Regions from separate parts of the Sus scrofa genome. Here regions 1 and 2 are each linked to region 3. The links are chromatin contacts, called in public HiChIP or PLAC-seq maps. All regions are on one chromosome and are shown on one strand. The core of a region is the stretch at or near the end of the contact, and the rest is flanking DNA. Distances in the headings are between cores, read along the strand shown. Region 1 has its middle 64 kb from the start of PSMG1. Region 2 has its middle 40 kb from the start of PSMG1. Region 3 has its middle 84 kb from the start of ETS2.

Region 1 (3,772 bases), core at 176-2,675, 330 kb before region 3:
TTGCTGTGGCTCTGGCGTAGGCCGGTGGCTACGGCTCCGATTGGACCCCTAGCCTGGGAACCTCCATATGCTGTGGGTGTGGCCCTAGAAAAGACCAAAAAAAAAAAAGACAAAAAAATGCAATTATTTAAGCTCATGAGGACCTGGGGAAGGAGGATTAGAACTTGGCCTCGTTCTTGAAAAAGCAGGTGGCTGGCCCCCAGAGAACCCCCTCGGAGGTTCCTTTGGAGGTTCTGGGGGACAAGGCACATCCAGTCCCTCGGAGGCTGTGTGACACTGGAGCTTAGGGATCTCACCGGCTAAGGCTCTCTGTGGCCTTGTGGTCTCTCTGCCCTCAGGCTGGGCCCGTGTGCCCACCTCCCAGGGCTTCTGTTTCTCCGTCCTGGGCTGCGGAAGAAAGCAGGTTGCCATGCGCCCTGGAGGACGAGGCATATTTAAGGTAAATGTGTCTTTGCTACTCTCTTTGGAAATGCGGTTGAGACGTCAGACCTGAGTAGATCAGAAGTTGTCCTCTTCACACACCTGAAACTTTCAGCAAGTTCAAAATCCCGGAGGGGCGGAGAAAACACGGGGCCGCCGCTGAGCAGCGTGTCTATCGATCCCACTCCTTTACTAAAACTTGGCCGCTGTCAGGCCATGGGGCTCAGCGGGCAGACATGCCCCTGCACCCCCATCCTGCCCTTGAAGCCACACCTTACCAGGGCCAGATGGCTCTTTGGAGACCCACCCACATTCTGAGGGCACTTGGGAAAATAAAATAGGAGCTCCTGTCATGGCGCAGCGGAAACGAATCCCACTAGGAACCATGAGGTTGCGGGTTCGATCCCTGGCCTCGCTCCGTGGATTAAGGATCTGATGTTACCGTTAGCTGTGGTGTAGGTCACAGACGTGGCTCAGATCTGGTGTTGCTGTGGCTGTGGCATAGACCAGCAGCCATAGGTCCAATTAGACCCCTAGCCTGGGGACCACGGGTGCGGCCCTAAAAAGCAAACAAACAAAGAAAAAAAAGCAAAAAAGGCAAAAAAGAAAAGAAAACAAAAGCCTCGTAGCGGATGCATTTGTCAAACAATGAAACTCCTCTGCTTCCCTCTGCATTTGCTCAGACTGGACTGACGTACTTTGAATACCAGGAAAAGGGGAACTCGTGTTCCTTGGTTTCCCCAAAGAGGAAGTGAAACAAACAAGCAAAACAATTCCATTCAAGAAAAAAAATAACCCGCAACCTGCTTATAGAAATATGACTTGGGCCTCCAGTCAACCAGGCGTCTAAAATAAGAACGGTCCTCAGTGTGGATTCTGAGAAGGCTTTTTAAGAATGGGATGAGGAAATGACGCGTCCCCCGGCTCCGTGGACGCAGGAATTGCCTCGGTCTTTGTGCTTGGAGATGACCCCCTGCCAGACTGCTTCTCCATCCAAGAGCCACCGCCCATGGCTGGAGAACTGCCCAAGGGCCACGGATGTTAAGAAAAAGCCGAGGAGAGTCCTGTAAGGGGCCGTGTGCTGTGTTTGTGCCTTCGAATGATCTCGGGGCTTAGCTTTTTCAGTTAATAAGATGACAGGCAACCAGCAATCTCTCTTGCTCTCAGCTCCTTGCAAAAAGGGTCGCCCTTTGCATGGGGCTCCTCACCTGCCAAGGGCCCCCTTCGCCTGGGGAGCCAGGAGTTCCTCAGTGGAGCTAAGTGGCCAGTTTCTACATACGGAGTGAGGAGGACGGGAGGGGCCAGGAGAGGTCACTCTTTGGCAGTTTCTTCCTCCCTTGATGACTCCCCAGTTTTCTCAGGGTCACCAGGAGAGGGGGCTACTTCCTCTGTGGTCACAGTGGCAGGTGCTTTGGGTAGTAGCTGCTCCCGTCAGCGGCCCCACCTCGCTGAAGGTTGGAGTTGGTTGTGGGGATGCAGTGGGTATCTTTGCGAAAGATGCTGTCTGCACGGGCCACTGCCCAGTCACCGTCAGGGTCTCCCGGTTACAGGTAGGGCTTAGGAGGGGACCATGTGGGCATGAGCGTCCTGCCCAGTGGGAGACGAGGATGCTGGGAAGGCGGAAGAGGCGGCCGGGAAGCACCTGCGGGCCCCTCGCCCTCCTCCCAGGTGTGCTTTCTCAACCACACATGGAATTCAAGGGTCCTGGACTTGCATGGGACAGATGGCTTCCCCATTTTCAGTACCTCCAGCCTTGGACCAAATTTGGCATCTCCACACATCCATTGTGGGGCCAGCACTCAGCAGCAGTGGTGGCAGGAGTTCCTGCCATGTTGTCTGGACAGAAACCCCAGGGAACTTCTCACCGCATTACAATTGCTTCAGAAATGTAGAAAGTAGAGAATTCCTGTCGTGGCGCAGCAGAAATGAATCCGACTAGGAACCATGAGGTTGCAGGTTCAATCTCTGGCCTTGCTCAGTGGGTTGAGGATCCGGCATTGCCCGTGAACTCTGGTGTAGGTCGCAGATGCGGCTCAGATCTCACGTTGCTGTGGCGTAGGTCAGCAGTTGTAGTTCCGATTAGACCCCTAGCCTGAGAACCTCCATATGCCTTGGGTATGGCCCTAAAAAGACAACAAAGACCAAAAAAAAAAAAAAAATAGAAATTGTATTCACTCTTCACCCCTTTGAAATGTTGGATGGGTATGTTAGACTCATGGCTGGCACTTGTTATCAAGTGAGCTAAGGAAGCACATCCATTTAAAAAATTTTAATTGGCATATAGTTGGTTTTCAATATTGTGTTCGTTTCAAGTGTGCAGCAAAGTGATTCGGTTATGTGAGTTCCCGCTGTGGCTTGGTGGGTTAAGAATCCGAGTGGTATTCACGAGTATGTGTATTTGATCCCTGACCTCACGCAGTAGGATAAAGGATTTGGCATTGCCACAAGCTGCGGTATAGGTTGAAGACGCAGCTTGGATCTGGCATTGCTGCAGCTGCAGCTCTGAATCAGCCCCTAGCCTGGGAACTTCCATATGCCATGGGTGCGGCCCTAAAAAAAAAAAAAGAAAAAAAGATTCAGTTACATATGTATTTATATATATTCTTTCTTTTGCATTTTCTTCCATTATAGGTTATTACAAGATAGTGTATATATTTTCCTGTGCTGTACAACAGGTCCTCGCTGGTTATTTATTTTATAGAGATTAGTGTATAAATGTTAATCCCACATTTATCCCTCCTCCGACAGCTATTTTTATACCAGACGTGTAGGAACAGTTTTGATCATATTGTATGTTTCAGTACCACTGGCTTCCTTTGCAACAGGCGTGCGTTTTATTTTAAGGATTTGAGAACATTCTTCCGGGAAGGAGTCTGGAGCCTCCCCCACACGGCTGCCCACATCAGGAGCCTCAGATACAGAGGCCTTTTTCCTTGCCTTTGGCCTCAGCATCCAACACTCCACTCTTCTCATGGAAACTCCGGGGGAGCGGCAGCGGAAACTCCATCCGATGCTTCACTGGGAATCGGCACTAAGTTGGGGGGGGTGGCACCGCCTTCCAGGCCAGGATGGGGAAGCCCCTGCAGTGGGAAGGGGCGGCGGGGGGGGGGGGGCAGGCACCCTGGGGTCACATGAAAGTCTAGTCATGGGACTTAGATTTTCTTTGGTTTTCCCCCAAAGGCTGCTCTTTGAACTCAGACCCCTCCAATGGGGCTGGTCTTTTGACTGGTGTTGGGTTTTCTGAATCCGCTTCATTGAGCGCTCCTGGGGGACCAAGGTGGCCAGTGAGATGCCAGGAATTTTTTTTCCTCTAATGTTATTTAAAGAGAGCTGTTTTGTTATGAAAGTATGC
Region 2 (4,007 bases), core at 1,376-3,875, 350 kb before region 3:
TGCATAATAAATCCAGGATGGATAGGAACAATTTTCACGGCTAATGTCAGCGATAATAGATCATATGACTGGTTTATTTTGACTACGTTGACCTTTTAATCATCAATCTCGTAGTTAAAAATAATTAAGTTACTCAAATTACCCAATTAGGCCAAAGGAATGTTGAACGAGATACTACCCTCAGGGGAGAAAAGGATACGCAGAAATGGATTTTCATCTCCTTGAACGGCTTGGATGTGAGTGCCCTCACAAGTTCAAAGACGAAACGACCATTAGGAGAAGGAGCAAAGCGTTAGCTGGAGAACAGAGCGGCTCCCGTGGCCGACAAAGGAAGTATTAAAAGCTGCACATAAGCCCCGGGAAAACATGTACTCTTATTCCCTGACTCATTGTCCTTTTTAATACAGGCTGGATATATTTACATTACAACACTGTTCTGCTGAATTCGACTTAGAATTTTTTTTATTCTAAAACTTGAGCTAGAACGTCCATTTCTCGTTCATTATTTTTCAATATTTTCACGGCTGCACCCGAGGCATATAGAAAGTCTTTGGCCAGGGATTGGCTCCAAGCCACAGCTGCATCAATGCCGGATCCTTTTAACCCACTGCCCCGGGCCGGGGAGTAGAACCTGCGCCTTTGCCATGACCCAGGCCCCTGCAGTTGCCTTCTTAAGCCTCTGCACCTCAGTGGGAACTCCTAGAACGTCCATTTCTTTAAAGGCAGGCTCCACACTTGGGCATTTAAGGCAGTATTTTTCAACCTCATCTATTGACGTTTTGGCCCATGAGCCTTCTGGGTGGGGGTGGGGGGTAGGGGATGACGGCGCCTTGGCCAGCGTTCCTGGCCCGGGCTTCTAGATGCCAGCAGGCACCTCCTCCCCAGTGTGCCTGGGGACAACGGAGAATGTCTCCAGACATTGCCCAGTGTCCCTGGGGGCCAAGCCATCCCTGGTGGAGACCTGCTACTAGAGAGAGGTTGGAGAGAGGGCAGATGGAGGGGCCGGCCACACCCGTGACACCACTGCACCTGGACTTTCCCGCACGGGGAGACGGCCCGGTGAGGGGGCTGAGGTCCTCTGGGCCCTTATTTCATCCACCTGGGTGGGGGGCAGCGGGTCCGTGTACCCACGTTTGTGTTGGGTGTACACTGGGGGTCGGACTGAGGTGCCGAGTGTTGCCTGTGCTCAGCTGCCATAGATGAGCGCCCGTTTCTCCCAGTCGTGAACCAGTTTGTGCCCACTGCAGGGGTCCACAGCCTCACCAATGCTTGGTATTCCTCACATGGGCATTTGGGCAGCTGTGTGGGATTTTAGGTTGCACTTTCTCTTTCTTTCTTCTTTTCTTTGTCTTTTTTTTTAGGGCTGCACCCACGGTATATGGAAGTACCCAGGCTAGTGGGGGAATCAGAGCTGCAGCTGCCAGCCTACACCACAGCCACAGCAACGCAGGATCCAAGCCACGTCTGCAACCTCAAGGCAACGCTGGATCTTTAACTGACTGAGGGAGGCCAGCGATTGAACCTGCATCCTCGTGGAAACTAGTTGGGTTTGTAACCTGCTGAGCCACAATGGGAAGTCCTGGGTTACATTTTTTGATGACTAAGGACCTTTGGCATTTTTCCGAATGTTTTACTTAATTGGAAAAAAATTAAATACGCGCGCGCGCGCGCGTGTGTGTGTGTATGTGAGAAGAGGGAGTGGAATACATAGAAGGGTGGAACCACAAAACCCCAGGGCCGGCCCCAGCCCGAGTCCTCAGCAACGTGGCGCCTTTCTTGGGCTTCTCAGGCCCCCACCCTTCACGATGCCAGGAGCTGGGGTCGCCTTTCTGTCGCCAAGCTGGGAAACAGTGCAGCAGAAAGCCTCTAGATGGCGCTGAATCCCGGAGGTTTAGATGTCAAGGCCCTTTCTATAGGGTCCAAGGCAGCATCCCGACCCGACTTTGACCTGCTTTGCAAGCTGAGCCCTGCCTGGCACCTGGGTTCAGAGATGCTGTGGGAGGTGTGCACGCACACGTGTCTGTGTGTGTGTGTTTCCTGTGTGTGTGTAGGGTGTGTGCGTGGGGTGCGTGTGGTGTGTGTGTGTGTGTGTGTGTGCCGTGGGTGTTGGGGAGGGTGTGTATGCTGTGTTGTGTGTGCTGTGTGTGTGTGTGTGTGTGGGGGGTGCTGGGGTTGGGGGGAAGGGGAGGGCATCCCGTATTCCAGAAGGAGAGTGGGTTCTTGCTGGGTCAGGAAGTGGTGCCAGAATCTCTTAGGAGACAGTTCCCCCGAAGGACACAGGTACGCAAATGACTTCAAGTTCAAAACTCAAAAGGCACAAAGAGACTCAGAGTAAAGCAAGCGTCCCTTCCACTCTGTCCCCAGCCTCTGCTTGTCCCTCTTCTGCAGTGGAAATAAACACAGTGAAACAAAGGTATGTAACGTGTGTGTCTGTGCGCCCGCGGGGGTCTTGCCTGGAACCCCAGGAGCATCTCTTGCCGCCTGGGCGCCCGCTGGGTCTGCAGCCCTCACCCGGCGGATGGTTTCCTGCCGCCACGAGGGGTGGGGAGGCTCTAGCCGCTGAGGTTCCCCCCACACATAGGCACACACGTTGCTTTCCTTCGAGTTCCTTCCAAGGTTGGCTATTTACAGATGTGGGCGTGGTCCCTCCAAAAGGGCCTCCCCTTCCCTTTGAAAATGGAAATCGCGCTTCTTAGCATTGTTCCTTTTGCCTTGGCGGATGCTTTCTCAAATGGAAAAATACCATAAATATACTCAGGAAAAAAGTCATATCTTGCTCCCCAATTATTTGAGGGACAAAAGGTCAGATTTCTTAAATTGGAGTCTGCAGTTTCACCTTTTCCCGCCTCAGTCGTTTCCCAGGCGGGCAGGTGCTGGGACCTGCGCGGGCCACCCCGACCAGCCTGGGTCTAGACTCCCAGCTGCGGGTGCCCGGCTGCCTCCAGCTGGACGCGCTCTCCTGGAACACAGATCTGAGCGTGTGCATGTGCAGGTGTATGTGAGAGAGGTCTGGTTCCTTTTTGGGGGGTAATTTTGGGGAAAGCAATCATTACCAGTTAGGGTGGAAAATAAGCTCCCTTTCTTCTTGACGGTGAGACTGAGGGATGCTGGCTGAACCCTCCGTGTCTTTCTTAGATGTTCAGCGCCACTTTGGCTGTGCGTGTGGGCGAGTCTTCTAGTTCTCTGATGACTTTAATTTTGGCAGATGGGCTGGGGTGCACGGAGAAATGTCCACGTGTGCTCCATGTGCCAGAAACGAGTTGGCTCTGTTTCCTTAAATTGGAATACCTGAGCGTGTTCAAAGATGGTTCTTTGCATCCACAGTGAGACCTGTGCCAGGGCTGGGGTGGGGCTTGCACCCCAGACCTCCTCCAGCGGGACCAGTGGCCCCTGGTGGCCTCTTGGGGTGTGACTTTTGAGTATAGTACTGATGATATGGGATCTGAGGCTCTCCCCTGCCCTTCAAACCCAGTGCTGGCATCAAAGCAAGGGGTGAACCGCTTCTGGGGGAGGGTCTGCCGAGCTGGGAGAGGGGCTTGGGTCTGAGTGCCTCTGCTCCAGAGTGACTCTTCTTTAAAGATGCCCTCAGTGGCTTCTTTAAACCGGGGGATGGTGGGGAGTTGTGGCTCGGCAGGTTACCAACCCGACTAGGATCTATGAGGAGGAGGATTTGATCCCTGGCCTTTGCTCAGTGGGTTAAGGATCCGGTATTTCCGTGAGCTGTGGTGTAGGTCGCAGACACGGCTGGGATCTGGCGTTGCTGTGTCTGTGGTGTCTGCCGGCGGCTACAGCTCTGATTCCACGCCTAGCCTGGGAACTTCTATGTGCCGTGGGTGCAGCCCTAAAAATAAAAATAGAAAATAAAATACAATAAGATGCCCTTGGCATCATTGTGCACCCCCCCTCGCCCCCCGTCATGTTCCTTCCCTGCCCTGCTAGTGTGTGGCGGTGGGTGGCAGGACCCAGAGACATGGCCAGTGCCAGGAGCCACACAGCAACAGCTTCTC
Region 3 (3,845 bases), core at 893-3,392:
CATCTGTTGGTGAATCCTTTATTTATTTAACAAGTATTTACTATGTTTGAGAGAAGAGACACTGTCCAAGACACAGACTATTTAAGAAGACACAGTCTTTGTCTTCCTGGTTCTTATACTATAGATACAGAAGGAAAGCAGAGCACCCAGGGGTAGGACCTGTATAGTTGTTATGGTAACACAGACACCCTCCCTGCAGTTCCAGGTAAAGGGCTCTGACAAGTCCCTTGGTCAAGAAATCTACTTAATTTTCCTTCATTCCATCTTGCCAAACCTTTCCATATAATATAGTTTGACGTCTCTTGAAATATCCACAGTCCACATAAGGGGAAATACTGCCTTTTAATAAACCCAACAATCCAGTCCGGTTGACCACCGGCTTCTCTAAAACAACTGCTAGGAAGCTCCTATAATCGGACCATATGGGACCACAGTGGCTTTTTGCATAAATGAGGTAGGGCAGCTGGGAAAGCTACCCTGTTTCCTCTTCCTCCTCCTTCCCTCAAGCGACTGGACTCTTGATTTTTTATTGCAGAGGCCAAACCTTTCTGTGCTACAGTGGAAGATAAGACATAATGAACAAGTCCCATATGTGACTGAAATACACGCAGTGGAAGATACCGGAAGTGGTGCCGGGAGCGCTTCTCTGTCGAGGGAGGAGGGTGTGCCCGGCCCTGAGAGCCTGCATATTTGTAGGTGGAAGCTGCACTAGACTTGTTTGCATAAGGCTGATCTTTGCACTCAGAATAAAACCCACACTTGCTGCCCATCATTCAAGGCCCTGCAGGAACTGGCCCTTCCGGTCTAGGGATGACATCACCTTGTGTTCCGTCCCCTAAGCTTCCTCCCCACTGACCTTTCCCTTCTCGGACTCACCAACCAGGTTCTCTGGGCCTTTGGCCCTGCACCCTTATCCCCCCAGGGGATGCCTTCATTCCCTCAGCTGTCTTCTTTACCGTCCTCCCTTAAGGCGTCCAGTTCCTCAGAGCCCTTCCCCTTCCTCCCTGGAACCATGAGACTATGGAGTAATCTGTGAATCTGCATGCCCTTTTGTTTCCTACTTGTTCCCTGCTTCAGAGAGTCACCTCCCTGGGAGCAGGGCTCCGTCTGTTCTGTCCCCACTGGAGAGTCAGTCTTCACAGTGCCAGCCACACAAGAGGGCAATGAAATATTTGGCTGATTGGCTTTCATCTGGTTCCTGGAAGGACGAAAGGGTTGGTATGCATTAGGTGATTATGAAATAGTTGTTCATTCATTCCCAATACTCTTTACATGTGTGGATTAATATTAGATTCTTTCTCTGGTTGCCCTGGCTCTAAGAGGATACTGAGAAACCCAAGGGGAGGAGCAGAGCTACGGATGGCTGGAGACTTAGAGTCCCACTCCTCAGGGAAGGCATCCTTGGCCCAAGGATGATCAAGAAGAGCCCTGAGCAGAGGCATCCAGAGTGTCAAGTACCGTCCAGCAGGGTGGAAAGAAGGAAGGTCTTCCACTGTCCCCGGCATTTCATTGTTCTAGAGCCACATGTGCAAACCAGGAAGAGCCTTGGGAAACTCTGGTTCCATCTCTTTTTTTTTCAAGTGTGGAATTAAAGGCTTGAGAAGAGAAGGGTCTCTCACCATGAGCTTCCTTGAGCCTTGAAATTTCAAATCCCAGGGGGCACATCAATCACTCTTTGTTTCTTGGGGATCTAGGCACTTCTGCTAAAACCTTTCTTTTTTTAATTTATATATTTATTTTTAGGGCCTCACTTGAGGCATATGGAAGTTCCTGGGCTAGGGATTGAATCAGAGCTACAGCTGCCAGCCTACACCACAGCTCACGGCAATGCCGGATCCTTAACCCACTGAGAGAGACCAGGGATCGAACCCACATCCTCCCCAGACACCATGTCGGGTTCTTAACCTGCTGAGCCGCACCAGGAGCTCCTAAAACCCTTTCTTGGACACAAATTGTGCTCAAACCTGTGGCATCACATCAGGTTTAATGTTACATCTTAAAAACAAAGAAGCAGAGACTTCACGACTCGCCGCAACCACTTTTGATCCGCAGAACTGGAATATTTTACAATAGAGCTGCAGCTTCCTGGACAGAGCCCTCTGTGCAGACTGCTTACACAGACATGAAGTGGTTCCACTTTCATATTCCCTCAGAGACGGGGAGGCAAAAGCCATCCCTTGGTTTAATTTGAAAGGCTAGAGGGAAGTTAGTTTTAAGGGGAGGAAAGCTTTGATTGATGCAAATGGAATGAACTTCAATGGTTTCCTTTGAGAAATCACTCTATTATGCAATTGTAGGAAGGTCAGAGTAATATGATTAAGCAAACAGGCAAACAGAAAGGGGAAAGGCAGGAGGGCATGGTTTTATATCAGGTTGAGCCAACGAGGGTGTGTCCTGCTTTCAGAGTCTCACAGTTTTAATTCTCCAAAGTTCACCGCTTGAATGATGCGCTTATTTGAGGGTTACGACTGGCGCGTTGATGAATAAAGCTTTCCCAGAATCTCTCATAAGTTCAGTTGCTGGGTTCCACCTCCCATCACCATCCAAGCCCTCCCATCACCACCCACCTTTTTCATCGTCTACCAACACACTTTCAAGGAGAAGTCTTTATATTTATTTGTTTGAAAGGAAGGTTTGTCCAGAGTTGACGTTGGATGGTTTAACAGATCCCTGATGTTCTGTTTCCTGACATGCAAACATCTGTGGCTCCTTTTTTTTTTTTTTTTTAACCTCAAACCCCTGGCATTTCAAAAAGGATTTGCTGAATGCTTTAAATCTTAGAAATGCAGTTGGCACAATGAAAGATATCCAGTAAGTATTTGTTGAATGCAATATTGGAATGTCAATTGACGGGGTGAATGGCCTTCGGCATTGCAAGCTGCTGCCTCCCATAATGCCGGGGTTTTGAACCAGCAATCCTTTTTTTTTTTTTTTTTGCGTTTTAGGGCCGCATCTGTGGCACATGGAGGTTCCCAGACTAGGGATTGAATCAGAGCTGCAGCTGCTGGCCTCCACCCCAGCCACAGCAACACCAGATCTGAGCCTCATCTGCGACCTACACCACAGGTCACAGCAACACCAGATCCTTAACCCACTGAGTGAGGCCAGGGATCGAACTTCTTTCGAAGTAGGATTGCTAGATTATATGGTACTTTTATATTTAGTTTTCTGAGGAACATCCATACTGTTTTTCATGGTGGTGGTACCAACTTACATTCCCACCAATAGTGTAAGTGTGTTCCTTTTTCCCCACATCCTCTCCGGCATTTATTGTTTGTAGGCTTTTTGATGATGGCATGATGTGACCCCTCACTGTATTTTTGATGTGCATTTCTCCAGTGATTGGCAATATTGAGCATCTCTTCACCGACTTTTTGGCCATCCGTGTAAATTCTTTTAAAATGATTTTTTTCCTCCACTGATTTTAAAGTGATGTATGCATGAAGAGGCCATGTAGTGTGATGGTTAAGGCCCTCTGGCGTCAGGAGCTGGCTTTAGATCCTGGCTCCCCTATGTAGTAGGAGTGTAGCCACAAGCAGTTTATTTAGTCTCACTCTTGCTTCCTTTCTTTCCGTCTGTAAAATGGGAACAATAGTCCACCTAAGTAAAATGGCTTTTGTGAGAGTAAATGAATGAATACACATTAAATATTTAGAGATGTCCTTAGCACAAAGTAAATGCTCAGTTAACCTGGTGAAAATTTGACAAGTTTGGAAAAGTCTGATGAAGAAAATACAGTCACCCATTTTCCACCACTCCCAGAACCAGGTAAATAACATTTTGCTTTGATCCTTCCCTATCCATTTTATAACCTATTTGGGGGTGTGCTGTTTATGAAAATGCTC

Evidence for each region. HiChIP or PLAC-seq counts read pairs in DNA pulled down with a chosen protein or histone mark.
Region 1: a contact with region 3 is called in an H3K27ac HiChIP or PLAC-seq map of alveolar macrophages. The contact joins two enhancer-like sites. A contact is called at or near these places in 1 of 47 Hi-C or Micro-C datasets (retroperitoneal adipose tissue) and 2 of 2 datasets of contacts at active chromatin or transcription factors (alveolar macrophages and skeletal muscle).
Region 2: a contact with region 3 is called in an H3K27ac HiChIP or PLAC-seq map of alveolar macrophages. The contact joins two enhancer-like sites. A contact is called at or near these places in 2 of 5 promoter capture datasets (fetal skeletal muscle and liver), 33 of 47 Hi-C or Micro-C datasets (adipose tissue, alveolar macrophages, blood and 16 more) and 2 of 2 datasets of contacts at active chromatin or transcription factors (alveolar macrophages and skeletal muscle).

The regions. Positions count from the first base shown.
Region 1 is chr13:202,709,789-202,713,560 of Sscrofa11.1, reverse strand. No RefSeq gene overlaps it. Among named protein-coding and RNA genes, the nearest start is that of PSMG1, 64 kb to the left of the region's middle. Within about 2 kb of position 1,425, at least 27 of the 83 cell types and tissues checked have an H3K27ac peak or open chromatin away from gene starts, as enhancers often do. A contact at or near this core is called in alveolar macrophages and retroperitoneal adipose tissue, where this site is marked.
Region 2 is chr13:202,733,224-202,737,230 of Sscrofa11.1, reverse strand. No RefSeq gene overlaps it. Among named protein-coding and RNA genes, the nearest start is that of PSMG1, 40 kb to the left of the region's middle. Within about 2 kb of position 2,625, at least 28 of the 83 cell types and tissues checked have an H3K27ac peak or open chromatin away from gene starts, as enhancers often do. A contact at or near this core is called in adipose tissue, alveolar macrophages, liver and 2 more, where this site is marked.
Region 3 is chr13:202,378,663-202,382,507 of Sscrofa11.1, reverse strand. No RefSeq gene overlaps it. Among named protein-coding and RNA genes, the nearest start is that of ETS2, 84 kb to the left of the region's middle. Within about 2 kb of position 2,142, at least 17 of the 83 cell types and tissues checked have an H3K27ac peak or open chromatin away from gene starts, as enhancers often do. A contact at or near this core is called in adipose tissue, alveolar macrophages, liver and 2 more, where this site is marked.